Regions from separate parts of the Mus musculus genome. Here regions 2, 3 and 4 are each linked to region 1. Evidence: chromatin contacts called from public capture Hi-C and promoter capture Hi-C data. All regions are on one chromosome and are shown on one strand. The core of a region is the stretch at or near the end of the contact, and the rest is flanking DNA. Distances in the headings are between cores, read along the strand shown. Region 1 holds the start of Upk1a (uroplakin 1A). Region 2 holds the start of Cox7a1 (cytochrome c oxidase subunit 7A1). Region 3 holds the start of Clip3 (CAP-GLY domain containing linker protein 3). Region 4 holds the start of Cd22 (CD22 antigen).

Region 1 (7,010 bases), core at 1,952-4,451:
GCCATCTCTCCAGCCCTTCTTAACTTTTAAGTAAATCCTGGAAATGCTATTTTACCCCTATGTAGATTTTTCTCTTTCCCTCCCCTCCCCTCCCCTCTCCTTTTCTTCATTGTAGCTTCAGTGTTTCATAAAGGTTTCATTGTATCTCAGGCTGGCTTAAAACTTACAACCCTTTCTCAGCTCCATTATGGAACTGGAGGATGGTTTACAAACACACCAGCAACCAGCTGGACTTCTAACATTGTAGAACGGCAGGGAATTCTTGGTGCCTAACAGCAAGTCTCTGTTCAAGGTTCCCTCCCCTTTATCACCATAATGGTTGAAAGTCATGACTGAGACAAGGCCAGAATGGCAAACCATCCCCCAAAGGAATTGCCACACACCAGTGTGTCCGGGAGTCAGCCTGACCAGCTGGAAAATGTGCAAGGGACTGTAGCCACACCTTCCTGGCCAATGATGAGAATTCAGACGTCCTGAGGAATAATGGCCCTTGGATGGGATCTCTTAGATCCCTGCCTAGGGGCGGATCATTAACTACTGCTCAAAGCCTCCTGTGTTTGTAACAAGATTAGACAATGAGAACTGCCTTCTTGGTCCTGGGATTGAACTCAGAGCCACCCACAGGTTAGCAACAGCCCCACCTTCAGCCTCTCACTGATAGTTACTAGGCAGTGGCTCTCCCACTGAGCCACACCCCTAGCCCCTCCCCTAGCCCCTCACTGGGGGATTCTAGACAGGGGCTCTCCCACTGAGCCACGCCCCCAGTCCCTCATTGGGGGATTCCAGGCAGGGGCTCTACCACTGAGCCATGCATTCAGCCCCTTACTGGGGGATTCTAGGCAAGTACTGAGCTACATCACAAGCTCTTTTTTTAAATTTATATGTGTATTTGTGCACACATGCAAATGTCCTGTAAAGCCAGAAGAGGGCCTTGGATCTGAAACTAGAGTTACATGTATGTGACTGTGAGCTGCCTGGTACCATGCTGGGACCGAATTCCCATCTCCAAGGACAGCATCTCCAGTTCTTTTCATATTGCCTTTTGAGATAGAATCTTGTTGTTGCCCAGGCTGACCTTGGATTCACTGTGTGGTCCAGGCATTCCTTGAAAGTGGAGTCCTCCTGTCTCAGCCTTCTGTGTGCTGGACTACATGTTTCGTAGCACCAGCCCTGGATGTTTTCTTTCATTTTTCAAGAGATTTTATTTTACTTTTAATTGTATGTGTGAGGGATTGTATGTCCCTGAGGTGGCCAGAAGAGGGTGGTAGATTCTCTGAAGCTGGAGTAACTTGCAGTTGTGAGTTGCCCAATATGGGTGGGAACTAAACTCAGGTCTCTTCAAGAGCAGTATATACACGTAACTGCTGAGCCTTCTTCTCCAGCCCCAGCTCTCTAGTATTTTTTTATTACATTTATTTAGTGTTCATATTTGTGAGTACATGCATGCAATAAGGGTGCATGTGCCATAGCCTGAGGGTAGAGTTCAAAGGACAATTTGCAGGATTCAGTTCTCCCCCATCATGTGAGTTCTAGGCCAGCTTGGTCTGCAGAGTGAATTTTAGGACAGCCTGGGCTGTGTAGAGAGACTGTTGCAAAAATAAAATAAATTTATACGCGCGCGCGCGCGCGCGCACACACACACACACACATAAACATAAGGCCCAATTATTTAGCAAATTATTTTAACTAAAATTCATTTCTGTCCATGAACTTTTGTTTAGATTTTCTTGGAAGCCCTTAGATAGATGTAAATGGGAAGAGAACAGGTATTTTAAATCTAAAGGAAGCTGATAATTTCCAATTACATTGGAAAACACCTCATGTGCTTTCTTACCAAGAATGCCTGGTGTTTTGTTTTAAGGGCTGGGTCTCATTGGGTAGCTATGACTGACTTGGAATTCCCCATGAATGCCAGGATGGCTTCGAACTCTCTCTGCCGGGATTAATGGCATACACCAAGGCAGGGAAACTGAACATGACCCTGAGGTCAAGATGCTCCTGTCCTAATCTCACGCGCTCAGCTAACCCATTGTCTTGGCAGGGGAATTTTAAGTGCCTTTTTTTTTTTTTGCCGCCTTCTGCAATAGATAGGAAAGCCACCACTGGGAAAGAGAATTTAACAAAACCCCTGGAGAATTTCTGGGGCCGGGCTCTTGCTTTAAGCGACCACCAGAGGGCGCTGTCCGAGAGACCTCGGGCTCTACCCATTCACCACACCTCTGAAGCTTTTCCTGACCTGGACGGTGCAGATGTGCGCTTAGTTACGCTGCTAGAGGAGACAGCAGGAATTAAGCCTAGATATGCTTGCTTTTGTTGTTGTTGTTGTTGTTGTTGTTGTTGTTGTTTCTCCTTCCCACTACCTCACCCCACCTCTCTGCCTATATAGCTCAGGATGGTCTCGAACCCATAATCCTCCTTGCCTACGCCTCCCCACTACCGGGATTACAATTACAGGCGTGCACTTCTGTATCTGACTTGAATTTAGATCCCTTCTATTCTTCAGCCTGAAGAGTGTGTGTGTGTGTGTGTATGTCCACGCGGCCGTCCCGGGTGGGAGGAGGAGTTCCTCTCCCACCACATCCATACCACATGTCCCCTTCCTTTTCTAGCATACTCCTTCCTCCTTTTTCATATATACATACCTATCTCAAACCCCTCACCATTCTCTTCTGCCACTGTAGCCATAACCAAGCACCTCTGAGCGTGCCTTGCACCTTGCCCTCAATTCCCTCCCACAGCCCTGCCTTGAGCCCACCCCATTATCCTCTGCTGTGTGGGTGTGGGTGTGTGGGTGGGGTCTCTCTCTGGTCCTCCCTCTGCCTCCAAAGCTACAGAAGGCAGTTTTCTAATGTGGGATTCCCACGAGGATCTGTCATGGATCTGACCCCTGCTCTCGGGAAAGCCTACCGTGCACCTAAGGAAAGGACAGATCAAGTGGCTAACTTTTCCCATCCCCACCCCCACCCCTCTGGCATGGCTGCAGCCTGGGAATTAGAGCCTCTGGGTACATAGATCACCTTGCCCCAGTGGCCAGTCAGGAGCACAATCCTGAATTTCAGGTCTGTAAATCACTTGAGTGTCAAGGAGCTCATAAAAATCTATCATGGTCAGTCTGCTGAACTCCTGCCCCCTCCTCCTCTGAGACTGGCTCAAGGAGGGGTTTGGGCATATATAGGGAGCTGCTGTAGCTGGGGCTGACCAGAGAGGCTTCTGTAGAGAAGGTGAGGAGGTGTTCTGGGGGTTGACAGGGCAAGGGGCTGGGGAGGGCAACAGCTGCCCTGCAGTTAGAGGCTGCTCGGCTTTTCTTCTTCTGTAGAAGGCTCACTGCTAAGCTGTTGGACTCTGGGCATATGGACACCAGCCTGGGCTCTGCAGCTCATGAGCATCTCCTGGTAGATGGGGTCTGAAGTAGACCCTGCCTCCTGCCCTCCTAACTTCTGCCCTGCTTCTGTGTCCCCAGCAGGAAGATGGCTTCTGCAGCGACAGAGGGAGAGAAGGGGTCTCCTGTGGTGGTGGGGCTGCTGGTCGTGGGCAACATCATTATTTTGGTGAGACGCGGAATAATGGGAGCGGGAAAGTGTGGTGGGGAGGTGGCAGCTGAGATCCCAGGTCTATGAGCTGCAGGCTCTAGTCCCAGATCCTAAAGGGGATCCCAGCTACCTGTTCTTACAGAGGGAGCAACCTGTTCTCTGGGAATCCTTCTTGTGGATCATGTAGATTCATCCACAACTCAGGGGAAACGCTTGAGAGACAAGAGTGGTAAACACACACACACACACACACACACACACACACAGCCGTAATCGCAGCTTTTGGAAGGCTGAGGCCAGAGAATAATGGCTGTGAGTCTGAAGCCAATCTAAACTATAGTGTGTGAAGTTCTGTTTAGAGAGAGGAAGGGGGAGGGGGAGGGGGAGGGGGAGGGGGAGGAGAGGAGAGGAGAGGAGAGGAGAGGAGAGGAGAGGAGAGGAGAGGAGAGGAGAGAAGAGAAGAGAAGAGAAGAGAAGAGAAGAGAAGAGAAGAGAAGAGAAGAGAAGAGAAGAGAAGAGAAGAGAAGGGAAAAGAGAAGAGAAAGTTGAGAATTAGTGTCAAGAGAATCTGTCAAGTATCAAGTACTGGAACTCACTCTGTAGACCAGGTTGGCCTCGAACTCAGAGATCCTCCTGCCTCTGCCTCTGCCCGCTGGGTTCTAGGATTAAAGGTGTGCGCCCCCACTGTCCAGCTGATGTTGTGATGTTGGTTTTTAAAAGAGGAAAACTATGTGATGCTTGGGTGTTGCCCTGAGCCAGGCAGGCTTGGGTTCATATCCCAGCTCTGCTAGTTATGGGACTGGAGGCCATCAGTATCACCTCTGTGATCCCTGGCTTTCTCATCAGCAAGACAGACAGACAGACAGAGAGAGAGAGAGAGAGAGAGAGAGAGAGAGAGAGAAGAGAGGAACAGGGATGCTTTGCACACACCTGTGGCACTGAGGAGGTGAGGCAGGAGGACTGCCACACCACAAGTTTGAAATCACCTTGGACCACACAGTAAGTCCAGGCCAACTTAGGTTATATCATGAGACCTTGTGTCAAAAACCCAAGACAACAACCAAAGCTTGTCCACAGAGAAATTTTCCTTTTCTCCTTCTTTCCTCATCTCTGATTTTTTTTTTAAGATTTATTTATCTTATGTATGTGAGTACACTGTTGCTCTCTTCAGACACAGCAGAAGAGGGCATAGGACCCCATTACAGATGGTTGTGAGCCACCATGTGGTTGCTGGGAATTGAACACAGGATCTCTGGAAGAGCAGCCAGTGCTCCAGCCCCTCATCTCTGATTTTCAGGACAGATCCACCACCTCTGCTCTGCCTGCCAGGGGCTAGGATTAAAGGTGTGTACCATCAAGCCTGGCATTACAGAGGACAGTTTGTAATTCCTTTGTCCCCATGACAACCTGGTTTTTTTTTTTGTTTTGGTTTTGTTTTGTTTTGTTTTTCAAGTCAGGGTTTCTCTGTGTAGCCCTGGCTGTCCTGGAACTCACTCTATAGACCAGACTGGCATCAAACTCAGAAATCCACCTGCCTCTGCCTCCCAAGTGCTGGGATTAAAGGCATGCGACACCACTGTCCAGCTGTTTGTTTGTTTTTCGAGACAGGGTTTCTCAGTGTAACTGTCCCTGGCTGTCCTGGACTTGCTTTGTAGAACAGGCTCTCACAGAGACCATCTGCCTCTGCCTCTGGAATGCTGGAACTAAAGGTGTGCCCCACCCTACCTGGCTTGTTTTTGTTATTTTTGAGAGAAGGTCTCTCATGTAGTCTAATCTAACCTCCAACTCCCTATATTGTTAAGAATATCCTTGAATTTTAGATCCTCCTGCCTCTACGTCCCAAGTGCTGGGCTCACAGGTGTGCACCAGCTGGCCCAGTTCATACAAGACTGGGAATTGAGCATGGGGCTTTCTGCATGCTAGAGAAGCAGTCTGTACCAACTGCGAGACATCCCTCAGTCTTCCTGATAGTTCTTTAAGCAAACACAATTGAATAGGAAGAGATAAGCCCATTTTCTTGTTCCCGTGTAGCTCACCCTGCTGTATGCCCTTCAGTAGCTCACACTGCCTATAGGCTGCTCCAGACAAGACCACAGAATACCGATTCCAGGCATCTGGCAGTCACACAGGGGTTCTGCCACGTGGCTCCACCCCGCTTATCACAGTGCTGCTGAGAATAGCCCTCTTAGCTGGCCCTGGCCTTGCCTGAGACAGTGCACCTGTAGGCTGAACTGACCTTCCAAAGAATTGCTGAAAGTGTTATGTGGTTCCTCCCACCCATAAAATGCTGAGAACAGCGCCGCCAAGCATGGCAGGCCAGCGCAGCAGTTGCCCTGTGCCCACCCTGCTTTCCAAGCTTCCTGTTGTTGAAGCAACCAGCCCCAGGGATGTGGGGGGCTGAGGTTCTACCTGTACCTCTTCTTCCTTCTTGGCTTTTCCCCGCCCACCCCATCCCTGTTCATAAAAATGTGAGTCGGCCTCCCTTCCAAGCCCCACTTTACCCCAAGGGCATGGGAGGTTGTGGACCAGGAAAGGCTGAATTCTGGAGACTCGCACAATCCAACTGCTGGGCTAACCTTTCCCTGCCCAGCTGTCAGGCCTGGCCCTGTTTGCGGAGACAGTGTGGGTAACAGCTGACCAGTACCGCGTGTACCCACTGATGGGCGTCTCAGGCAAGGATGATGTCTTCGCTGGCGCCTGGATTGCCATCTTCTGCGGCTTCTCCTTCTTCGTCGTGGCCAGCTTTGGTGTAGGAGCTGCGCTCTGTCGTCGTCGGTACATGATCCTCACGGTGAGATCCCAGGACGGGGATGGTGGCACTTGTCATCAGTCATGGGTGACAGCGGGGCCACGAATGTGACTCATTCATGGCCCCTCACTTAAAGACCCCGCAAACACCACTTCATTCACCATGCCCTGGTACCATGGCTTAGCTTCAGCTGTCACCCCCATTGTATAGAGGAGCCTGGGTGCGAGGAGAAGAGGGATGTTCAGCACAGCTGCTAGGAGACTCCTAAAAGCAATATATATACATATATGTATATACATACAAATATGCACATATACACATACATATATGCATACATATACATATGTATATGTGTATGTACATGTGTGTAGATATGTAAATGTGTATGTATGTATGTATGTATGTAGTATGTATTTGAACTCAATTATTTGGTCTCCAAGGTCTGCGGTCCTGAGTTGTAGCAGCATTAACAACAAAAACTGTAATGACACAGCTATTGTTTACCAAGCATGCAACCCAAGCCAGGAGCTCAACAGTTTACACAGATTTGTTCATTTATGTTACATGGCCTCTCATGAAATGCCACCACTGCCGCAGCCTCTACACTATTTGACAGACACTTGGAACTGAGGTTCAGAGAGGTGCCTACACTTATCCGGGACCACACAGCCCAGTTATGCTTGAACCCGTCTGCTTTTGACTCTATGCCTCCTCATGGTTAAGCTTTACTG
Region 2 (7,010 bases), core at 1,775-4,274, 430 kb after region 1:
TGTCCCAAGGGCCCTGTCTTAGTTCTGGGAGGATCACACCTGTCCCTACACACCCTGTTACACACTCACACAGTTACCTCCCAGGCAGCCAGATGAACTCCAGGCCATGGCAGGTCCACACACCCTAGTGCCTACGCCTGCTCTGTGCTCCCCCTGCACAGCGGTCGGGCCCAGGAGAAAATAAACTCTCTCTACTTGCTGCTTCCTTCGGACTCTGAGTGCTGAGTCCAGGCAGGAGGGAACATGAGCTCTATAGAGTAACTTGGTTATTTTTTTAATGTGTATGTGTAGAATGTGTGTGTATATACATGTACTATGTGTGTGCCACCCTCTGGGACTGGAGGTATGAGGGATCATGAGTCACCACTGGGGTGCTGGGAACTGAACCCCAATCCTCTGCAATAGCAGCAAAGTACACACACACACATACACTACACTTTCTCACACACACACACACACACACTCAAACACCATATACTCCCCCCACACTTACATCACACACACATACCGACACACTCTCATATACACCCTCAACACTACACACTCACACATACATACTCTCACCTACAAACACATCACACACACATTCTCTTTCTCACATTCAGTCTCACCATATACACACACACCATAGACCCTCACAGATATACACCCCCCACATACACACACTCATACACCACATTCACACGTGCTCACACACCAACTCACTCTCTCTTTCACACACACACAAACACTTCCATTCGCTGCTGGGTTCTGTGCTCTTCCACTCAGCTCTATCACCAGCCAGCTTCAATCTTGGCACCAACCTTTGTTCTCCTTCGGTTCATAGGTCACTGTCAACATCCCTCCTTTTTGCCACAGGGTATGTCTGAAATATAGCCCTGGCTGCCCTGGAACTAGCTCCCCTCCCCCCCCCCCCCCACTCCTTTGGACCTCTGCAATGGGCGGGGATTCCATTCCAGGTTATAATTCCCCTGCTCCCCATTCCCATCACCACTTGAGGTCCTCCACCCCGCCCCCATCAGGCATCCATAAAGCAGGTTGTCCTAGGCACAGCGCTGGTCCAGCATCAGGGACCAAGATCTTTGGTAACTTGCTTTCCACTGCGTAGACACCCCAGATTGTGGGAAGGTGGATTAGAACAGAGACACACAGGCTGGAGCCGGGTTGGGTTCTCAAGAGATTAGCATATTTATTGATGTTTGTCCAAGTCCTCCAAGCTTCTTGGTGTCACTTCTTGTGGGGGAAGGAGGCCCAGCCCAAGCAGTATAAGCAGTAGGCAGTGCCTAGGAAGGAGGAGTTGGATATCAAATAAGACCCTAATTCCCTCTTGACCTCTTGAAAGGCTTCTAAAGGCCCCTCCTTAGGTTCCCCCAGCTCCTAAAGGATCACAGCTCTTATTTGGCTGTTATCTTCCTCCCAAACCAGATTCCTCATGGGAAATCCCCACCTCCACCCGTTTGGGTTTGGACTAGGCCAGGAGCTTGTTCTGGACTGGTGTGGGCATTACCAATTGCTACCCCCACTTCCTCAGGGCTGTAGGTAACCCATCGCTCCCTTCCTGAGCACTAGTGGATCCTCAGACCTTCTGAAGCACCAACCGACCCAGACCCTGGCTATTATTATTATTATTTGTTTGTTTTGTTTTGTTTTCGAGAAAGGGTTTCTCTATGTAGCCCTGGCTATCTTGGAACTCACTCTGCAGACCAGGCTAGCCTCAGACTCAGAAATCCGCCTGCCTCTGCCTCCCAAGTGCTGGGATTAAAGGCATGCGCCACCACTGCCCGAGGACCCTGGCTATTCTTATGACCAGAGCAAGCCAGTGGTCCTGCACTTACCCCCCAGAGTCAGCGTCATGGTCAGTCTGTACAGGACGTTGTCCATTCCCCCGCCTTTCAAGTGTACTGGGAGGTCATTGTCGGCCTGAGTTGGAGGGGTGAGAACAGGGTTGCTGGCTCCTGCACAGACCTCCACCTGCCCAGCGACCCCCACCCCTCATTAGGTCCAGAGACTCTGTCCCGCCTACCTGGAAGAGCTTCTGCTTCTCTGCCACACGGTTTTCTAAGTGGCTTCTGGTAGATGAGCTAAAAGACCGGACCAGAGCCTGGGAGACCTGGAGGGATAGGAGATGGGTCTGTAGGGAGCACCTGGAGATCTGCCCTCATGTGGATCCCGCAGGAAGGGAGCGCTTTGCGATGTGGGGACTACATTTCTGATGAAGAACTAGGTAAGATATCTTAAGGCAAGATAGTTACTAGTGAGAGCGGGGGTGGGGTGGGGGTTGGGGGTGGGGACATCTGTCAAGACATTGGTGGAAGCCTATTATCCCAGCATTCAAGAGGAAAGCAGGAGTTGGGGCCAGCCTGGGCTACTTAGTAAGCATTTAGAAAATGAGAGGAGGTGTCACATAAGTTGTTACAATTGGGAGGTGGAGGTCGGAGGTCAAGGACATTCAGCTGCATAGCAAGTTAGAGACCAGCCTGGGCTATGGGAGACCCTGTGTCAAAACAAACATACAAACAAACAAACAAACAAACAAAGGAGTGGGGATGGGGAATCGGTGTCTAGAAGCTACAGCTTGGAACTCTCTGCAGGCTGTGAGAGACTCCAGTGCTGAGAATGTGAAATGGGCGCTATGGGGTTTGAAGGAGAGGGCTAGATTAATACCAGAAAATCAGGTTCCAGGGATGGCAAGACTGGCTTGGAAGTTCCATGAGAGTTGGTTTTAGGGCCCCCTGGGATGTTAAGGGGGACTCGGGTAAACGGAGGCTTAAACCCAGGGTTCTGGACCATGTTAAGGATAGTGCTGTCTGGAAGCTCAGGCTGCCAGGGAGGAAGTCCCAGTCTGAAGGGTGCACCTGTTCTAAGACTCCGGATCCTGGCATGTTTAGGTTAGGCATCTGGGTTGTGGGGTTCCCCTCCACCCCGACACAGCCCGTGCTGGGGCCTCACCCGTAGGGCCCTCATTTTGCGTCCTCAGCAGCTCCGAGTCACCTCCCCTCTTCGCCCAAGGACGTGCAGCACTTTACCCTAAGGGAATCCCAAGCCACGCCCACTGACTCCCAGACTGGTGGGGCGTGACCAAATTAGATTTGTCCAATAGGGTCAGAGAGAAAGTGTTCCAACTTGTCAGTCATCGTTTCCGCATTTGGGTTGACCCCAATGACAGTGGCTCAGGGACTTGCCACTCCCTGGCTGTTATCTAGGGTTACCCTGCTGATAATCTGGGAGCCAGTGAGGGCAGAGATAAATGTCTGTCTTCTGAATGAGTGATCACTGCACCTTGGAGCCTTAGTTTCCATATTTGTTTCCTCAGGGCCAAGTCAGGATCTTCCCCAGTGTTCTTGAGGAAACAAGGAGTCACCCCGATACAGATAAAGATATTTACCAGGCCAGAACTGATTTAAGAAATTAAAGAGATAGAGAGAGAGAGAGGGAGGGGGGGAGGGAGGGAGAGAGAGAGAGAGACAGAGAGAGAGACAGAGAGAGAGAGAGAGAGAGAGAGAAAAAGAGAGAGAGAAGGAGGGGGGAGGGGCGGGGGGGGGCTGTGCGGGCGTGATGGCACACGCCTTTAATCCCAGCACTCGGGAGGCAGAGGCAGAGACAGGTGGATTTCTGAGTTCGAGGCCAGCCTGGTCTACAGAGTGAGTTCCAGGACAGCCAGAGCTACACAGAGAAAGAAACCCTGTCTCGAAAAACTAAAAAAAAAAAAAAAAAAAAAAAGAAAAGAAAAAAGAAAAAGAAAAAAGAAAAGCGGGCCGTGGTGACCCAGACCTTTAATTCCTGCACTTCTGAGGCTCACTGTTCTACAATGGTCTACACGGTGAGTTCCAGCCTTGCTACAGGCACTACGTAAAGAGACCCTGTCTCAAAAAAAAAAAAAAAAAAAAAAAAAAAAACAGTTTAAGGACTGACAATGGAGGGCAGGAGAGGTGGCTTGCCGATTAAGAGCACTGACTGCTAGTCCAGAGTACCCTGGTTCAGTTCCTAGCACCTACATGGCTGTTTACCTATGTCTGTAACTGCAGGTCCAGGGGATCCAACATCCTCACAGACACATACATTCGGGCAAAACACCAATGCACATAACAAAATAAAAAAGAATAGACAGTGAACAGATGGAGGAGAGGAGGGTAGGGAGGTAGGGGTCGTGAAGGGGATGGGAGAGATGGAAAGAGCAGAGGGAGAAAGAGTTGTTCCCTTAGAGAAAAATATGGGGCATTTGTATTGTTTTTTTAGCTGAAATTAAGCTTCCTAGATCTTTTCTTTTTTTTTTTTTTTTTTTGGTTTGGTTTAGGTTTTGAGACAGGGTTTCTCTGTATAGCCCTGGCTGTCCTGGAACTCACTCCGTAGACCAAGATGGCCTTGAACTCAGAAATCTGCCTGCCTGTCTCTGCCTCCCAAGTGCTGGGATTAAAGGCGTGCACTGCCACTGCCCAGCCCTAGATCTTTTCTTTGGGATCCAACCTAAACAGAGGTGACATGGCAGCCCATTCTCTCTCTCTCTCTCTCTCTCTCTCTCTCTCTGAGACTGGCCATCTGGGTGGGACTTAGGAGTTAGGCTTAATTGTAGATGGACCCTGATAAATCACCAGGTCTGACTGCTAGTGAGTGGGTCATTTTGCTTTTAATTTCTAGCCTTTATGTCTGTATAATTAGAGGTTTACTGAGGCAATAAAGTGAGCTTACTGCAGAATTCAGTTAGCATAGTTAAGAAAAAGACAGGCTAGAGTTCAAGGCCAGCCTGGTCTTCAGAGTGAGTTCCAGGACAGCCAGGGCTACACAGAGAAACCCTGTCTTGAAAACACCAAAGAAAGAAAGTCTCACACGCGCTATTGTCTCACCAGCAAGAACACACGCGTGAGAAACCGGATCCTTCTGCAGCAACTTTATTACACCAGTTTCAACATGAAGAGGAAGACCCCAAGCACCAAAAAGGCGCTGCTTATATACACCTTAGTGTGGCGTGTCCACACCTGATTGGCTGCTCTCCCAGAGCCTCATCATCATGCCCCGGGATGGGCCAAGACTTGGCACGAAAACATTCTCGCACATGCGCACATTGCTTGTTTACCAATTAAGCCACACAGGCACAGCGAAACCGCTTCCCACAAGAAAGAAAAAAACAAAAAAGGCTAGCAAATCAGCTCTATGGTTCAGCATGCTTGCTGTTTGATCCTATAAGGTTGTCCTGGGTCTAGAGACCCTCACTCAATAAATAGGAACCAAGAAAGACCCTGTCGTCAGCTTTTGGCCTACAGTACATGGAGCCCTGTGCATGTTTACATGTAAGCCCCCGCCCCAAGCCAGGCATAGCAGCCCATACCCCAGGGTTTAGGAGGTAGAGACAAGAAGAATTAGGAGGACAAGGCTAACCTTGGTTACCTGTGGAGTTCAAGGCCATTATGTGAATCCCTTCATTTAAAAACAAGCAAGCCTCTGGCATGGTGGTGTGTGTCCCTGATCCCAGGACTCAGGAGGCAGACAGATCTCTGTGAGTCTAAGAAGTCTACCTAGTCTATAGAGTAAGATCCAGGACAGCCAGGGCTACATATTGATGCCCTGTCTCAAGCAAAACAAAACAGCAAGCAAGCAAAGGAACAGAAAATTGCTTGTGGTGGAAGGCAGGTATCAGAACTGGCTGCATGCAGTGGCCTAGATTGCAAAACCTGTTTGGTAGCATTGTGCTGCCATCTTGTGGCAAAAACACTCAACTGCTCCTCCAACCTGACTCCTTCCACGAATCTGATAATTCTGGATTTACATTTTCAACCCTACTCTGCGATGCCCCCTCCCACTTTGTCCCCCAGACAGGGTCTTGCCACATAATTCAGGCCTGCCTGGAACTCGGGATTCTCACGTCTCACCCTGCTGACTATTGTAGTCTCAACCAAGTATCACAAACCAGGCTTACAATTGTCATTTTAAAATGTTTCCAATGTAGGAAAGCAGATGCCCCCAAAGTGCTTTAAGGTATGCCATAAGTTCACACCTATAAACCTTGTGGGAGGCTTAGGCAGGGTGGTTTTGAGTTCCAGGATAGCCAAGGCTGTATAGAGGGACTCTGCCACAAAACGAAACCCACTAGTACTTCTGTTTGAATGAAGGTAGCCGCTGTGTAACAGAAAATACATCTTTGTCTTTGCCTCCAGCTCCTAGTACCCAGCTCCTGAGATTCTTTGAACCATTAGAAGGATTGACGATGTTACTTATGCATTGATATCTGGTGGCCCGCAAATAGGTTGAGTATGAGCCTGGGCACCAGAAAGACCAAGGCACAGAGAAAGGGCATCCAGCTCTCAGTATCCTGGGCTTCTAGGGAGGGGGTGTTTGGGAGATGTTGGAATCACTTATTGTCCATAATTAAATACCTTAATATGTAATTAAATAGCCCTTTGGCAGGCTCCAGGACTGTGACTGTATTAAAGGATTAGGTAGATGGCTAGTGCCTGGGCATTGGTGGTACACTTCAATCCCAGCACTCAGGAGGCAGAGGCAGGCAGATCTCTGAGTTGAAGGCTAGCCCAGTCTACAGAACAAGTGGTAGACAGCCAGGGGTACACAGAAAGACCCTGTCTTGAAAAAACAAAAAGGAAACTGGCTGGCGCTGAGAGGAAAGCGGTTCCAGTCTGTGTACCCCGCCCCTCCTATGCATCTCCTCTCTCTGAGTCCCTGAGTTTTAGGTTTTATAAATAAATATTTAAAACTGTGGCAAATATCTGTGATCTCAACACTTGGGAGGTAGAGTCAGGAGGACTAGTTCTACTTTATCCTTAGCTGTAGAGGAACTCTGAGGCTAGCCTGGGCTACATGAGAACCTGACTTGTTCCATTTCCCAACTCCCAAAGTAAGCAGAAAGTACTGTCCATGTTCATTTTGGAGTTCAAGGTTTTTTTTTTTTTTGGTTTTTGTTTTTGTTTGTTTTAAAGCTGTATATAATTTATGTGCACCAGGTACATGCTGGTGACTGGAGAGGCCAGAAGTGGATCCTGGATCCCCTGAAACTGGAGTTA
Region 3 (7,010 bases), core at 2,474-4,973, 320 kb after region 1:
CACATCCAGAGGCGTGACCATGGACAGCGACCATGAACAGCGAGTCAGGAGTCTGTCCCCATCCACTGACGTCACAGCCTGTCCTGGCTCAGAACATTCCTCTGGCTCCCAGCTGCCCACAGGCCTCCCCGTGGTGCACAAGGCTCTGCACAATCTGCTCCCTTTATCTTCTGCACCCTCCCTCTCCCTTAGCCCTTCAGCCAACTGACCTTCTGTCCCTCCAACGTGCCAAGCAAATCCTGGCCTCTCCGCGCTGCTGTTGTCCAGTGTCCTCCTTCAGGCCTTCATAATGCTTTGCACACCCAAATCCACAGAGAGGCCTCCTCACACCACCCAGTCTCAACTGCTAGCCCTGGCCTCCTGTCCAAGCTGCCTGTTAACGTCTTGGCGTAGCGCAAACCCCCCAAAAATGGTTCGTGTGGTCCTTCCTCTCCCCTCTTCTCTCCCTTGCCTTCTCTCTCCTTCCCTTTCTCCTTCTAGTCCTCTCCCTGCTGAGGACAGAATCCAAGGCTTGAGCTAAGCAAGCTGAACAACACCCCAAGTTTCTCTCCTCTCTTGTCTCTCTCCCATTTTTGATTGTCACCTTCACCATAAAGACTTCATGTACACACTGTGTTTCTGTCCCGCCTTCCTTATGCCTCTATCCTCACTGGGAGGTGTGTCTACATTATGCCCACTTCACACAACACCACCATGCAGGAGAGGTCTAGTGGATCTCTTCAGAAATAAAACATGAACGGAGCAAACAAACACCACTGGCAGCTTTCTCCCTGAATAAGCCACACTTCCAAGACCTTTGTCCTACAAGCAGGACTATTCCTGGGGCCCGGCCTAGGTTCTGTGACTTCCAGCCAGATCCTGTTCAATTTCTAAAGGTTCTCCACTTTGCTGGGGTGGATCCCAAACTCCCACATGAGACTGTTGTGTGTGACTCTGTGTATACACATATGGACAGTGTGCACCGTGGGAACAGAGGTTGATGTCATCGGGTGTCTCCCTCTGTTGGCCACCTTAGTTTTGAGATAGGGTCAGCTCCAGGCATCCCCTGTCTCTGACTCCCTGGCACTAGCATTACAGATGCCAGCGGCCAGTGCCCAGTGCCTAGCCTTGTATGTGTGTACTGGGGATCTAAATATGTCTAAATGGCAAGGACTCTCTCAAATGAGCCATCTCTCCAGATAATATTCTTTTTATTTTTCTAGCTAGACTAAAATTTGTCCCTCTGATCGATCCCTTGTAGGTGACATGTCCACAGGCGATTCCTCCTGCCCCATCCCCCAACTCTCTGAACCTAGCACTAGTTTCTGAATCTCACAGCCCCTGGGCGCTGCCAGCCAACGCCTTCGCTGGAGAGGTCCTCACGCCTCTCCCCCACATCCAGTCGGGGCTGAGCGCCATCTCTCTCTCTCTAATCAGAAGCCAGAAGGAGCTTTCAAGGTTGTCAATCAAGAGCCAGTGGGATGGCTCTGCTGGTAAAGGCCTGTCACCAAGCCAGATGACCCAACTTCGATCCCGGGGATTCACGGGGTAAAAGGAGAGAAAGAGCTACAGAAATGTGTCATCTGACTGGCACACAGATGCCATGGCATGCACGTGCAAGCACACACAAAATCAACTAAAACGTAATTAACAAGGCTGCCCTACTCTATTTTTAGACTGCACACATGCACACACTGTTCTCTCCTTTTCACACTCAGAAAACAGGGAAAGCCCTTGGTGTGGCCTGGAAGTCCCTCCCAGACCTGTCCCCATTTCTGATTACTCCCTAAATGCAGCTTTGTGGTCTTGCAATTCCAAATGCATTTCTGCCCCTGGGCCTTTGCACATATTCTTCTACATTTCTGCCCCCGGGCCTCTGCACACACTTCTGCATTCCTGCCCCCGGGCCTTTGCACACACTCTTCTGCATTCCTGCCCCCGGGCCTTTGCACACACTCTTCTACATTTCTGCCCCCGGGCCTTTGCACACACTCTTCTGCATTCCTGCCCCCGGGCCTTTGCACACACTCTTCTGCATTTCTGCCCCAGCCTTTGCACACACTCTTCTGCATTCCTGCCCCAGGCCTTTGCACACACTCTTCTGCATTCCTGCCCCCGGGCCTTTGCACACACTCTTCTGCATTTCTGCCCCAGCCTTTGCACACACTCTTCTGCATTCCTGCCCCAGGCCTTTGCACACACTCTTCTGCATTCCTGCCCCCGGGCCTTTGCACACACTCTTCTCCAACTGGAGCTATTGGTCCAAGCTGCTTACAGCTGCTTCCTCCTGGTGCTTCTGGCCTCAGTCTGCAATGCACCTAATCAGAAAGAGCCAGCAACTACCCGCGTCTTCTGCTGGATGTCTCGCCTTTTGATACTTTGACAGCACACACTCCACTGTGCACAGTGAAGGTAGTATGTCCCTTCACTTGTTGGGTCTCTCTGAGAGCAAGGCTGATGCCTGAATCCTCCGTCCTCCACGAATGAAGACACTTCGTTTCCCCAGTTCCTCTCAGCTCCTCCCTCACACCCCTCCACCCCAGACCCTTGACTCCTGTGTTTAATTCTCCTGCAGCCTCCTCCTCCCTGCTCCGACCTGGGTTTTCCCCACATGCTACCTCTTAAGGGGAACCCTGTCTTTAAAAGCTCTTGCAGCATTCTGTGCTTGATAAAATCAATCTCATTGTCTCCTGTAATCTCATATTTAGCCTCATTTGTGGGACTGCGATTGGGGAGTTCTCTTGGCAAAGTCTTAGGAAAATCTTGCTCTGTGCTGTAGCTCCAGTTCCTAGCATAAAGTTAGGCTCGCAGTAGCTTCCAGACAGTGTTTGTTGAATGACTAAACGACTGAATTGATATGTCATGAATGGAGGACTAGAATTTTTCCAACCCCCATTCTCTAACAGATGATAGTGTAATTAACGAAGGAGAGCAGTCTAAAGGGCTCATCAACTAAGACTCCAGTGGACCACCTTCAGCATGCCCCCATCATCACCATCAACACAGCTCAGCCAAGCCACCCACCATCACCTAAAGCTCCAGACTAGATTCTAGGGTGGGGACAGTGGTTACCGTAGTCTTTGGGGAGCGGAGCAGGTGCTGAGGGGTGCACAACTGGCTTCTGCCGGCGCTCCTGGGTGGGGCTGGGGGCTTCTGGAACTGGTTCGTCTTCTTCCTCCTCCTCTTCCTCCTCCCCTCGGGGCGGAGGGGCCATTGGGGCAGGATCCGTCTTAGTCATGGTCCTCTGTAGCCCTTGGGGGCCTGTGCAAAGTTGGGGGGGTGGCCTGGAGGCAAACCCTTAAGATATAGGTCAGCATGAGAGGGCTCCCCACAGCGCGGGGGTCCAAGCCCCTTCAAGAGCCACGGGCGGCCCCCTAGTCCCCAGCTCTGGATTTGGGCAACCAAAGGGATCCCCGTTACTCGTTAGAAGGCCCAGGGATATGGGCCCCAATGCCTGCCACTTCTCTCAGGCCCAGCCTCCCATTCTTCTCTTCGGGTGCCAGGCCCCTGGGTCTCGGCCGCCCCCTCCCGGGGTTTGTTTATCTAGGGATGCAGGATGCTTCGCCCCTCCCCTTCTCCCCAGCCTCCCATCTTACCTCAGATGGCGCCGATTGGAGAGCAAGGCTGGGACTGAAGAGAGTTCAGGAGTATCGGGGTGTCAGTGTCGGGGGACGAGATGGGGGACGAGAGGGAGACAGAGAGAAGGGGACGAGGCCCAGACGCTGGCGGGGGATGGGGATGGAGAAGGAGGGGCGCTGGCGGAGCATGCGCAGTGACAAGACGCGGGGGAGGAGAAGCTGGGAGACAGAGCGCTGAGGCAGACGCTGGAGGCCACGGGAAGGGGCTAGACACTCGGGATCTCCAGAGGAATGGGAGATAGTCCCCTGGAAGGATGTGACAAACATAGAGTTGGAACAGGATGAGGTAGACAGAAGGACTAAAAAGACATGGGTGGGAACGGGTGTTTTCCTCCACTTAGCAAACCAGGTCGTGTTTAGCAGTGGTGAGTCTGGTACTGTGTCAGCCCTTTGTAAACTTCAGTCCTACTCCTTCTATGCTCATCCCACGTCCCACGTAAAGGGAGGGCCACATTTTTCTCTTCACTCTTACCCTCATCACCCAGGACAGAAAGGTTAGCCACCTGCTCAAGGATGGTGGTACTTGAACCAAGCTTTGTGGTTGCGGTAGTGTAGAGAGGTGACCAACGGTCTCTGGGTGCCATCTCTAAAAATATGTATCACTTCTAGCTCAGGGCCACCTCAGCCTCACACCTGCCTGGCCTTATCTATTACACCACAAATCACCGTGGCTTCGGCCTTCCACCTCTTCCTTCTAATGGGCAGACTGGGAATTTCCTCTTCGAGATAGTTCCAGAATTTTATCCTGCCTCTCCCTGCCTGGACCAGCCTCAGCCTCCTCTATTCTCTCTGTCCTCAGCCTGGCTGAACTGGTGCCGTAATAACAAGCTCTGCCTCTGGACCTTGCTGGACTCAGACACATTTGCTTGCCTGACACCAACCCCAGCAATAGCCAGTGTTAGTAGGTATGGTACAGGCCTACAACCCTGGCACTTAGGAGGCTGAAGACGGAGGCCTTGGATCCAGAGCCAACCTGGGCAACATAGCAAGAACCAATTACAATCGCTTCCTCCTCCACCTCCTCTTCCTCTTCTTTCTCTTCCTCTTCCTCCTCTTCCTCCTCACACACACACTCTCCAGTGTGGTCCACCATAGCCCACCATGTCCCTACATGACCTTGCCTGTCACCTCTCCATCTTCACCTTCCCTTAGGATCCACTTAGTTCACTTCACTACATCTGTACCACATCCTCACAGTCTCTTCTGCCTAGGAACTCTTCCCACAGACACCTGGATGGTTCCCTCCCTTCCCTCTTAGTATTTTACCCATAAGTACCTTTTCAGTGACATCTTTGCTCTTTATAAAAATTGTACCCACCCCCTTAGGTGTTCTCTAGGGCAATCCAGCCGTCCTCACTGTGATGGCCCAGATGGTAGGGGCTCTGCAGAGTTGCTCTTACCCTGGCCCAAGTGCCCTCCAGACAGGCTCCCTCTCCACCCACGTGTCACAGACACACTGCTGTCAGCCCCTCTCCTTCAGTCTTGATTGGCTCGGAGTGATTTGGTTTATTAGTTAACTAGTTCACCTTCTTCTCAAGCAGACATGAACTCAAAGGCAGGCATGGTTTGAGGCTGTGTCACCCCACAACAGGTGTTAGCAGGCCTGCTCATTTGTGACACGGTTGCAAATGGCCTAAGCTAGCCTTGAACTTGCTGTCATTCTCCTGCCCCTGCCTTCCTCTTGGTAGGATTACAGGATTACAGGCCTATTTTGGTTGGCGGGTGCTGGATGGAACTCGGGGTGGGGTGGGGGGTGGCTCTTATAGGCAAGCCCTCTACTGCAAGGCCACTCCTACACCCCCACAGATACAGAAGGCTCTTTAACACTGGACCCTGGTTTAAAGCAGAGACCCTGCAGGTGGAGCCAGTGTCCTGGTTGCCAGTCCCAGAGGCTCTCAGACAGTACAATGGACGCTTGTGTGCGCAGGCCAGCAGGCTCTCCCAGTACAGCTGCCACACCAGCTGTTCCAAAGCTCACAGCTGTGCCCGGTGCTGCTCTTGGTGTCTCTGAACCTGTGAACTCGTTGTTTCGGCACCCCATGAGTAGCCTGGTGTTGGTCAGGGGCTCCAAGCCCTGGCACTGTGGAAGCAAGTAGGAAGGACAATAGCGGCTGCTGCCTCAGGGTCTCCCCAGAGATGGAGGTCCCAGCACCATGAAATATACTGAGCCAGAGGCTGTGTGGCTGGGCTCCAGGGGCGCAGGGGAAACTTCCTGTCCAGGAGGAAAGGGTAGTGCCTCAGGCTTCTTGGTGTTCCTGGTTCTTGGTTCTGGAAGACAGGATGGAAGGGAGGGGTTAGAACATCAGAGCAGTCAGTGCTCCCAGGGGCATTCCTCTGGGTGTTAAGGGCTGGGGTCAGCTTCTACAGGGACCTCCCTTAGAGGGGAAGACTGAGGGGCAGAATCGAAGAGGGGCTTGCCTTGGTGGGTGGGGGCTGGAGCCCAGATTCTATGGTTATTCCCTAGTGGAGAAGGCTGGGATCAGTCTCTGCAGGGACCTCCTTACCTTGTCAGTTGATGCCCTGGAGACGGTGGAGGATACCGCATCAGGCTGCAGGGAGTGAACTCCCCATCGCCATTGGAAGCAGGAGGGTGTGGAATGCTCACTTGCTCAAGTACTAGGGGCAGCTGGACACCCAGTGCTCACTGCCCATGTGCTGCAGACAGGCCTACAGCCTGGACCATCCTTCAGGGGAACTTGCAACATGGTGGATGCGTGCTACAGTTTCCCATATCCCCTGACCTGAGGATATTCATACCCAAGGGCCCTGAGCATGGCTCCAGGTTCATGCCTCCCACCCAGGCTGGCTCTCCAATGTGCACATCCTATTTTGGGGGCTCCATTATCAATCATCTCCCCTGCTCCTCTCATCCCAACTTGATTCCTCCTTCTTCCAGCTGGGTTCTATCGTGGCTGTCCACTGCCAGCCTCCAATTCTGTTCCTGTGCATGACTTTGAGAGAGAAGTTTATAAAATTTGATATATAGGATATGAGAGTCTGAAGCCAAGGGAAAACACTTCCTTCTTATCTATACAACAGGGATTCTTCCGCAATATAATCTGTGTGTATATGTGCATGCACACTCACACACACATCCAAGAAACATCCACCTACAGCTGGACATGGCGGAACACATAAGCCCAGCATTAAGGAAACTGGGTGTCTTAGTTAGGATTTTACTGCTGTACAGAGACACCATGACCAAGGCAACTCATAAACAGCATCTAATTGAGGCTGGCATACAGAGTCAGAGGTTCAGTCCATTATCATCAACACGGGAGCATGGCAGCATCCAGGCAGGCATGGTGCAGGAGGAGCTGAGAGTTCTACACCTTCATCTGCAGGGCTTTATTGGAAGCTTCCAGGCAGCTAGGGTGGGGGTCTTAAGCCCAC
Region 4 (7,010 bases), core at 1,932-4,431, 270 kb before region 1:
AGATCTTCAGATACAGAATTTAGCATTACAATAAATACATAGCAGCAGACTAAACCTCAAGGATTCAGGGTGTCAACCTGGCTTGAGCTGTCTCTCTGCTCTTCTGAGCCTTCCAGTGCTTCCTAATAAAGCCCCAGAGTTTCACTGTACTTAGCAGAAGAAATAGGGAGAAGGAGAGTCGGTCTTTCATATCCTCCACCTTGGAATCTATGGATTCAGCCAAAAATGGATGAAAAAATATTATTAGTCCTGGCACTAGGGAGGGAGAAGAAGGATGGTCTCTGTGAGCTGGGGACACTCCTGGTTTACACAGAAAGTTCCAGGCCAGCCGGGGCTACATAGTAAGGACCATTTCAAAAAATGTAATTAGAATCTAACATAGATGGAGAGGGACATAATGAGGCTTCACCCCTCCTGAAGAGTTCCTGGTTGTTAATTAAAGTTCCTGGTTGGGTATGGTGCACCACCTTACCCAGATAGCTTCTCCTTTTCAATCCTAGTTCTGGTCAGAGACCAAATCTAGCTCTCTGCTGTTGATTTGTGGAGTTTCTCCACCTTGGTTGTGCCCTCCTCCATTGCCACTTTTGGGTGAGGCAGTCTGGGGGTTAAAAGTAGGTCCTTGCACATGTTAGACAAATTCTCTACCACTGAGCCACACCCCCAGGCCCTCACTGGGGGATTCTAGGCAGGGGCTCTACCACTGGGCCACGCCCCCAGCCCCTCACTGGAGGATTCTAGGCAGGGGCTCTACCACTGAACCACGCCCCCAGGCCCTCACTGGGGGATTCTAGGCAGGGGCTCTACCACTGGGCCACGCCCCCAGGCCCTCACTGGAGGATTCTAGGCAGGGGCTCTACCACTGGGCCACACCCCCAACCCCTCACTGGGGGATTCTAGGCAGGGGCTCTACCACTGGGCCACGCCCCCAGGCCGTCACTGGGAGATTCTAGGCAGGGGCTCTACCACTGAGCCATGTCCCCAGCCCCTCACTGGGGGATTCTAGGCAGGGGCTCTACCACTGCGCCACACTCCCAGCCCCTCACTGGGGGATTCTAGGCAGGGAAAAGATTCTACTCTTCTATCATACTCCCAGGTCCCATTTTTCATTTCAAGACAGGGTCTCATTAACTTGCTGAAGCTTGTCTTGAAATTACTCTGTAATCTAGGCTGATCTTGTACTTTTGATCTTCCTGTTTCAATTTCTTGAGTGGTTGGGAAGCAGTCCTTCTACATCCCGCTCCCCCCTCCCCCATCACTATCTTCTGTAGTTCTTCTTAACTCTTTCTGATGCTGTGTGTTTCTAGCTACCCTCAGGCTACTCCCATGTCTAGTAACATAGAGCTCTTTAGCCAGCTTCAGAAGGACTACAGTAAAGCCTACTTACTATTGTGTAGAGGGGACACGCCATTCCGTCTTCACAGATAACACTGGAGAAAACAGGAATGTTGTAAATACAGGGGTGTCTCCTCTGTTTTCTACCCAGAAAGTTAGGAGTAGATATTATTAATAAGCCGGTGACCTTTGCTATCTGTAGAGCCAGACTTCATCCAAATCCCCCGGAATGTTTATCCCAGACTTTCCCCTCCCTAAACCATTATCCTTAGCTCTCAGTTAATAGAGAACCAGGTGGGATGTCATGTGTCCCCTATACATTTTGGAGCTCACTGACCTCTACCTATCTCAGTGGGAGACCCCACCAGATCCTAGGCTCTTAAGCTACAGAATCCATCTTCACGGTCACATATACTTTGCAAAGGAGTTTCCTGCCTCTTGGCGGTTCAGTTTTCCTCCCAGCCATGAGTGGCCCCTGCACGTCTGCACTCAGTTTTTCCTGACCAGCCATGACCTTGAAGACATTTTTGTGCAGCACATTCCCTGGGCCTGTAGAGCTGAGGTCAGCTCTGCCCTCATGTTCCCTGCCATCTGTAGAATTTGCATCTCTCTGCTGGCTGCTGCCTAGCAAGTGACTCAGTTTCAATCTCAAGACTTTCCCATTTGCAGGGCTGCCAGATGGTTCAGTGGGTAAAAGTGGTTGTGGGCAAGCTTGACAACCTAAGTTTGACCCCTGGAACCCACATAAATGTGGAAGGAGAGCGTTCCACAGGTTGTCCTCTGATCTCTACACACACACACACACACACACACACTACACATATATACACACACCACATACATATACATGTACACAACACACACACTCACACACAATACAACACAAACACACACAACTCATACACAAATACAGACACCATACACAAAAACATACAACACAAACATATACAACACTCAAATACACATAATATACAAACACATACTCTCACATGCCACACACATACCATATACATATACACTCACAAATACACACCACAGACACCACAGGCATACTACACACACCACACACATACACATGTACACACACACCACATATGCATAACACACACAAACACACACAACACTCAAAAACATACAACACAAACACACAAACATGCACAACACTCAAATATACAAACACACACACAACACACACATATACACAAACATAACACTCACCTGACACACAAACACACACATACAAATATACACTTGAACACACACAATGCTCAAACACACAACACACACACATACACACACACACTCATGCGTCTTGACACGATCACATATAAATAAAAAGGGAGTAAAGAGTTCCCATTCAGCAAATCTTTCTTCCCCAGAGCTCTGGTCCTCCCCTCGCCCGTGGAGCTGCTAAGGTATTCATGTCAGTGCTAGATCACTCTGCTCCTGCCTTCGGTGTGATTGCTAGCAATAAGATGTATCAGCAAGCGAAAGCCACCTTCAAGAAGACCTGTTCCTTCCCCAGCCAGCTGGGAGCTCTAGCTCTGGGAAGAAGGGTTCCTGAATGGGAAGTCTTTTACTTCATTATTACTTATTTGTGATGGCGCCCAGGTGCATGAGTATATATGTGTGTGTGTGTGTGTGTGTGTGTGTGTGTTTGATTATTGTGTGTTCAGGTATGTATTTGTGTGTTGTCTGGCTCTAGGGAGCCTGGACAAAGCAGCATGGAAATTCATCAGACATGGAAGACACCCAAGCCAACACGTGACTGCAGAGAATCAATCTGACCCCAAACTTGTGTTCTCCACCACGGCCTCTCATCCACACCATATCTGCTGGTCTCTCGCAGAGGCCCAGAGAGGAAGGGGGCGTGGCCAAGCGTGTGAGACTTTTCTTAGTTTTCTTACTCTCAGATCCTGCTAGGGATCCTGAAGATCGAACACAGGAGGAAACAGGTAAAACCATTTCAATCTTTTCTCTTGTTCTCGACAAGTAAATATGGAGTGGATATGGAGTGGCCTCTGTGTGCTGGCCTCGAGGGCCTGCTGTGTTTTTTCATCTACTTTACAATAGGCACAGACAAACCTCACCCTCCAACGCCTAAACCCCCAACCCCAACCCCTCATCCCTACCCTGTTCTCCCCATCCCTGTCGTTCAGTGTCCCCTTTCCAGGCTTTCTGGGTCTTCTGAGGTAGAAGAAGCTTTTGAGTGCCAGGGAGGAAATGATGGGACCAGGAAGCTAACCTTGAGGCTCTCAGAAGGTGAGCAGATCACAGTTCTTGGCCCTGTTCTAAGCTTCTGGACTTAGTAACTGTTGCTGCTGCACCCTGCTCTACCTCTTCACCCGTCCGGGCCCCAGGCTCAGGTCCCTGCTTCTCATGCTGTAAATTCCTGGGGTTCAGAGCTTCACTCTGGAACTGCCTGCTTCCTGCTCAAGCTTGAGTTCTCCAGCCAGGCTCTGCTAAGGATGTGGCTGGAGGGGCTGCCGGACAAACAGGGTGGTCCAGCACCCAGAGGCTGATTGTCACCACAGCCCTTGTTATAGCAACCCCACCGGTGTGTTAAAGTGTGTCCTCCAGAACAGAGCTTGCAACCCTGCAACGCTTTCATTGGAAAAGATTAAAATAGAGCTCGTGGCCAAAGAAGCATGGCCACTGCCTGTCTAAGCTCTTTAGACAACTTAAGAAGTCCTGCAGTGAAGCCTCCTGTTGAGCTCTGCTTTTCCCAAGTGGCTGTGACTTTGAAGACATCTCTATGTGGTGCATTCCCTGTACCTGGGAAACTAAGATAAGCTCTTCCTCAGATGATCTGCTCCAGCCTCAGCCCACAAACCTCTTATATACACCCAGGCCACACCACCCCCAACCGTGGAGGCAGAACCCAGCCCACGCTCAGCAACTGAACTGGCTTTCCCTACACCTGTTCCTGGTCACCCAGAAGTCCTTACTACCTGTGCCCTGCGGCCTGGGAGAGAAATAGCAGGAGAGAGAGGGAGGTGAGGATGCTGTGCAAGGTATGGGAAACCTTGGGTGGGTGGAAGGGAAGGGAAGCGAAGGGACACAGCTCTGCTCTCGGACACCGGAGACACACTCTGTTGGCACATCCTGCAAGATCCCTGGGGACTCACACAGAGATCACAGCCACATGAATAGAGTTAAATTGTTAAATTTAACTCTACATAAAGTGTAGGATGGTGGAGGCCAAGCTTGTTGGAGAGAGAGAGAGAGAGAGAGAGAGAGAGACAGAGAGAGAGAGAGAGAGAGAGAGAGAGAGAGAGAGAGAGAGAGAGATAAGAGTTGTAAATTAGTTGCCCTTAAATTGATCCGTCAGGCTAGAGCTGTATGCTACTACTTATTTAATACTACTCATAATGACTTGGTAAGCCAGACTAGCTTCAAGCTTGTATTCATAGATCCAGGCTCCAAAATTCTGGGATTTTTAGGTATATACCACTATGGCTGGTCCTATGTATTGCTTCTAAAGCAAGACATTTCTCATGACAATCTGGCTTCTTCCTTATGGTCAGACAGTGGGTGATCGGACAACATGAGGTCCCCATTCCCACCTGCTAACGACTGGCTGTTGTTAGAAAAGGGATGCCTGCCCCTTGCTCCCTATCAGCACCCAGGGCTCAGGAGGCAATCGCTCAGATTTCTCGCTGCTCTAAGGCTTTCCAACTTCCTCCAAATATACTGCACTATGAGTTTAGTTTTACTTTTTGGGCTAGTACTAGTACAATTGAATCTAGATCCTGTGCTTGTTAGGCAGGGGCTCTACCCACATCTCTATCACTATAACTAGACACACCACACACACACACACACACACACACACACACACACACACACACACAAAATCAGGAAGAAAGGGGCCAGAACTCAGGGGACAACAAACAAGATAAGGGAGCAACAAGATGGCTCAAAGGCAAATTCCTTTTGTTGTTCTTGTTGAGACCGGGTCTCAGAATGTAGCCCACGCTGGCCTCAGACTCATAGCAATTCTCCTTACTCAACTTCCTGAATGCTGAGATTACAGTCACATGCTAACACATCCAGTTTACAGACTAATTCTTCCTTCTTTAGGTCCCACCCAGACGAGACACCATGCGCGTCCATTACCTGTGGCTCCTCTTGATCCTAGGTAAGTGCTGAGGCCCAGGCTGGTAGCTGGGTCTGGAGATATCAGTGGATAATGCAGAGAGGGGATGGACCTGGGGCATTGGAGGGGAACCGCAGAGATTCTGTGCTCCTGCTCCACCGTGTGTCTCCCCAGTGTCTCCCTCTCCTACTTCCAGTGGAAGTTCTCACCCCTCAGTAACAACTTCTGACCAGAGTTGTGGCCTTTAGGACACGTGGCTTCGGCTCGGTACAGCTCAGCAAATGATTGGACCGTTGACCATCCCCAAACCCTCTTTGCCTGGGAGGGAGCCTGCATCAGGATTCCTTGCAAGTACAAAACTCCACTACCCAAGGCACGTCTGGACAACATCCTCCTTTTTCAGAACTATGAGTTTGACAAGGCCACCAAGAAATTCACAGGAACTGTCCTGTACAACGCCACAAAGACTGAGAAGGACCCAGAGTCTGAGCTGTACCTTTCTAAGCAAGGGAGAGTAACATTTCTGGGGAACAGAATAGACAATTGTACCCTGAAAATCCACCCGATACGTGCCAATGACAGTGGGAATCTGGGGTTGAGGATGACCGCAGGGACTGAACGATGGATGGAGCCCATTCACCTCAATGTCTCGGGTAAGGCATGGGGAGACAGCCAACTGTTCTAGCGGCAGCAAAGAGGGACCTGCTCAAACCCTGGAGCAAACAGCCAAGGTGCCTATTTAACATATTAAAGAGGGCCTGGCACCAGATTCTCCCAGCATCCCTCAGTCCCTACCTATTACAAAGAATGGCTGGCTCCTGGCCCCCACTCTCTAGCCCATCTCCCCAGCCCAAGAGCCGGGCTGCCCCTCCCCCAGGCTCTTCCCTATATAATCCAGCCATCTGGGTAGCCCACCCTCTTTTACCTCTAGCCCATTTCCTTGGCTGCTGTACCTGGTTCCCCTCTCCCACCCTTCCTCACCTGGCTCGGGGTCATATCCACTCTGGACTCTCCCAGATGTGCCTGCCTCTGGCTATGTTCTCCCTTTTATCTACAATATAATTTCTCTTCCACCACACCTAGGAGCAATCATGTTCTTTCCTTTTTATTTCTCCTTTTCATTTGCTCACCAAATAGGAAGCTTTGATGCACACACACACACACACACTCACTCACTCACATAACTCTCTCACACACACACAGCCAACTGCAGCATGAGCAATTGTCCTACCTCAGGCTTTCTCTCCTCAGCTTGTGTCTGTTCTGGAATCCGTTGTCGAGGCTCTCAGGTTTTCTGAAGCTTTCCAAAGCAGAGAGAGGTCTGGATTTTCAAATCTCTCAGTGTGTTAATGACCAAATTCTTTTAGGCTAGAGGAGAGCACAGGGCTCAGACATGACCTCTAACAACAGCCAGGGGCCTCTGCCCTAGACAGTATCATCACTCCACACTAGAGCTGTCCATGCTGCGTCTCTTGGTGTCACATCATCTGTCAGATGGTCTGGCATGGTGGAGATTTGAGCCCAGGGCCTCAGGATCACCCCACTAAAGGAATGTTGTGCTTGGCTGACTCTAAGTCTG

Evidence for each region. Promoter capture Hi-C pulls out the DNA fragments that hold promoters and counts their contacts. Capture Hi-C pulls out chosen DNA fragments and counts their contacts.
Region 2: a promoter capture Hi-C map of second pharyngeal arch cranial neural crest shows a contact between it and region 1. The contact joins the promoter of Cox7a1 here to the promoter of Upk1a in region 1. A contact is called at or near these places in 5 of 39 promoter capture datasets (cranial neural crest, embryonic stem cells, hippocampal neurons and 2 more), 2 of 484 Hi-C or Micro-C datasets (B cells and embryonic stem cells) and 3 of 115 datasets of contacts at active chromatin or transcription factors (bone marrow-derived macrophages, embryonic stem cells and pancreatic cancer cells).
Region 3: a contact with region 1 is called in a promoter capture Hi-C map of embryonic stem cells, with 6 read pairs. The contact joins the promoter of Clip3 here to the promoter of Upk1a in region 1. A contact is called at or near these places in 14 of 39 promoter capture datasets (the C10 cell line, the HPC-7 cell line, cranial neural crest and 9 more), 1 of 15 datasets of contacts at CTCF or cohesin (large pre-B cells), 1 of 484 Hi-C or Micro-C datasets (B cells), 5 of 115 datasets of contacts at active chromatin or transcription factors (bone marrow-derived macrophages, embryonic stem cells, large pre-B cells and 1 more) and 5 of 9 other capture datasets (adipose tissue, embryonic stem cells, liver and 2 more).
Region 4: a contact with region 1 is called in a capture Hi-C map of macrophages, with 2.7 times the contacts expected there. The contact joins the promoter of Cd22 here to the promoter of Upk1a in region 1. A contact is called at or near these places in 15 of 39 promoter capture datasets (the 3T3-L1 cell line, 3T3-L1-derived adipocytes, the C10 cell line and 10 more), 5 of 484 Hi-C or Micro-C datasets (bone marrow-derived macrophages, brown adipocytes, cortical neurons and 2 more), 10 of 115 datasets of contacts at active chromatin or transcription factors (bone marrow-derived macrophages, craniofacial prominence, embryonic basal ganglia and 6 more) and 4 of 9 other capture datasets (adipose tissue, liver, macrophages and 1 more).

The regions. Positions count from the first base shown.
Region 1 is chr7:30,608,925-30,615,934 of GRCm38.p6, reverse strand. Upk1a (uroplakin 1A) reads left to right here and starts at 3,201. Exons shown (of 8, transcript NM_026815.2): 1 at 3,201-3,221; 2 at 3,461-3,548; 3 at 6,121-6,321. The coding sequence starts at 3,468.
Region 2 is chr7:30,180,185-30,187,194 of GRCm38.p6, reverse strand. It overlaps Cox7a1 (cytochrome c oxidase subunit 7A1), which reads right to left and starts at 3,024. Exons shown (of 4, transcript NM_009944.3): 1 at 2,950-3,024; 2 at 2,024-2,110; 3 at 1,836-1,920; 4 at 1,165-1,283. The coding sequence starts at 2,964. The coding sequence ends at 1,228. Capns1 (calpain, small subunit 1) reads left to right here. Exons shown (of 11, transcript NM_009795.4): 11 at 1-261. Gm5113 (predicted gene 5113) reads right to left here. Exons shown (of 3, transcript NR_157376.1): 3 at 4,871-7,010.
Region 3 is chr7:30,288,408-30,295,417 of GRCm38.p6, reverse strand. Clip3 (CAP-GLY domain containing linker protein 3) reads right to left here and starts at 3,723. Exons shown (of 14, transcript NM_001360763.1): 1 at 3,576-3,723; 2 at 3,052-3,263. The coding sequence starts at 3,217. It overlaps Thap8 (THAP domain containing 8), which reads right to left. Exons shown (of 3, transcript NR_144498.1): 3 at 5,181-5,885. It also overlaps the pseudogene Gm50588.
Region 4 is chr7:30,876,513-30,883,522 of GRCm38.p6, reverse strand. Cd22 (CD22 antigen) reads left to right here and starts at 3,181. Exons shown (of 16, transcript NM_001043317.2): 1 at 3,181-3,287; 2 at 3,506-3,594; 3 at 4,183-4,328; 4 at 5,416-5,473; 5 at 5,680-6,084. The coding sequence starts at 5,437. It overlaps D7Ertd128e (a long non-coding RNA gene), which reads right to left and starts at 1,570. Exons shown (of 3, transcript XR_881941.3): 1 at 1,385-1,570.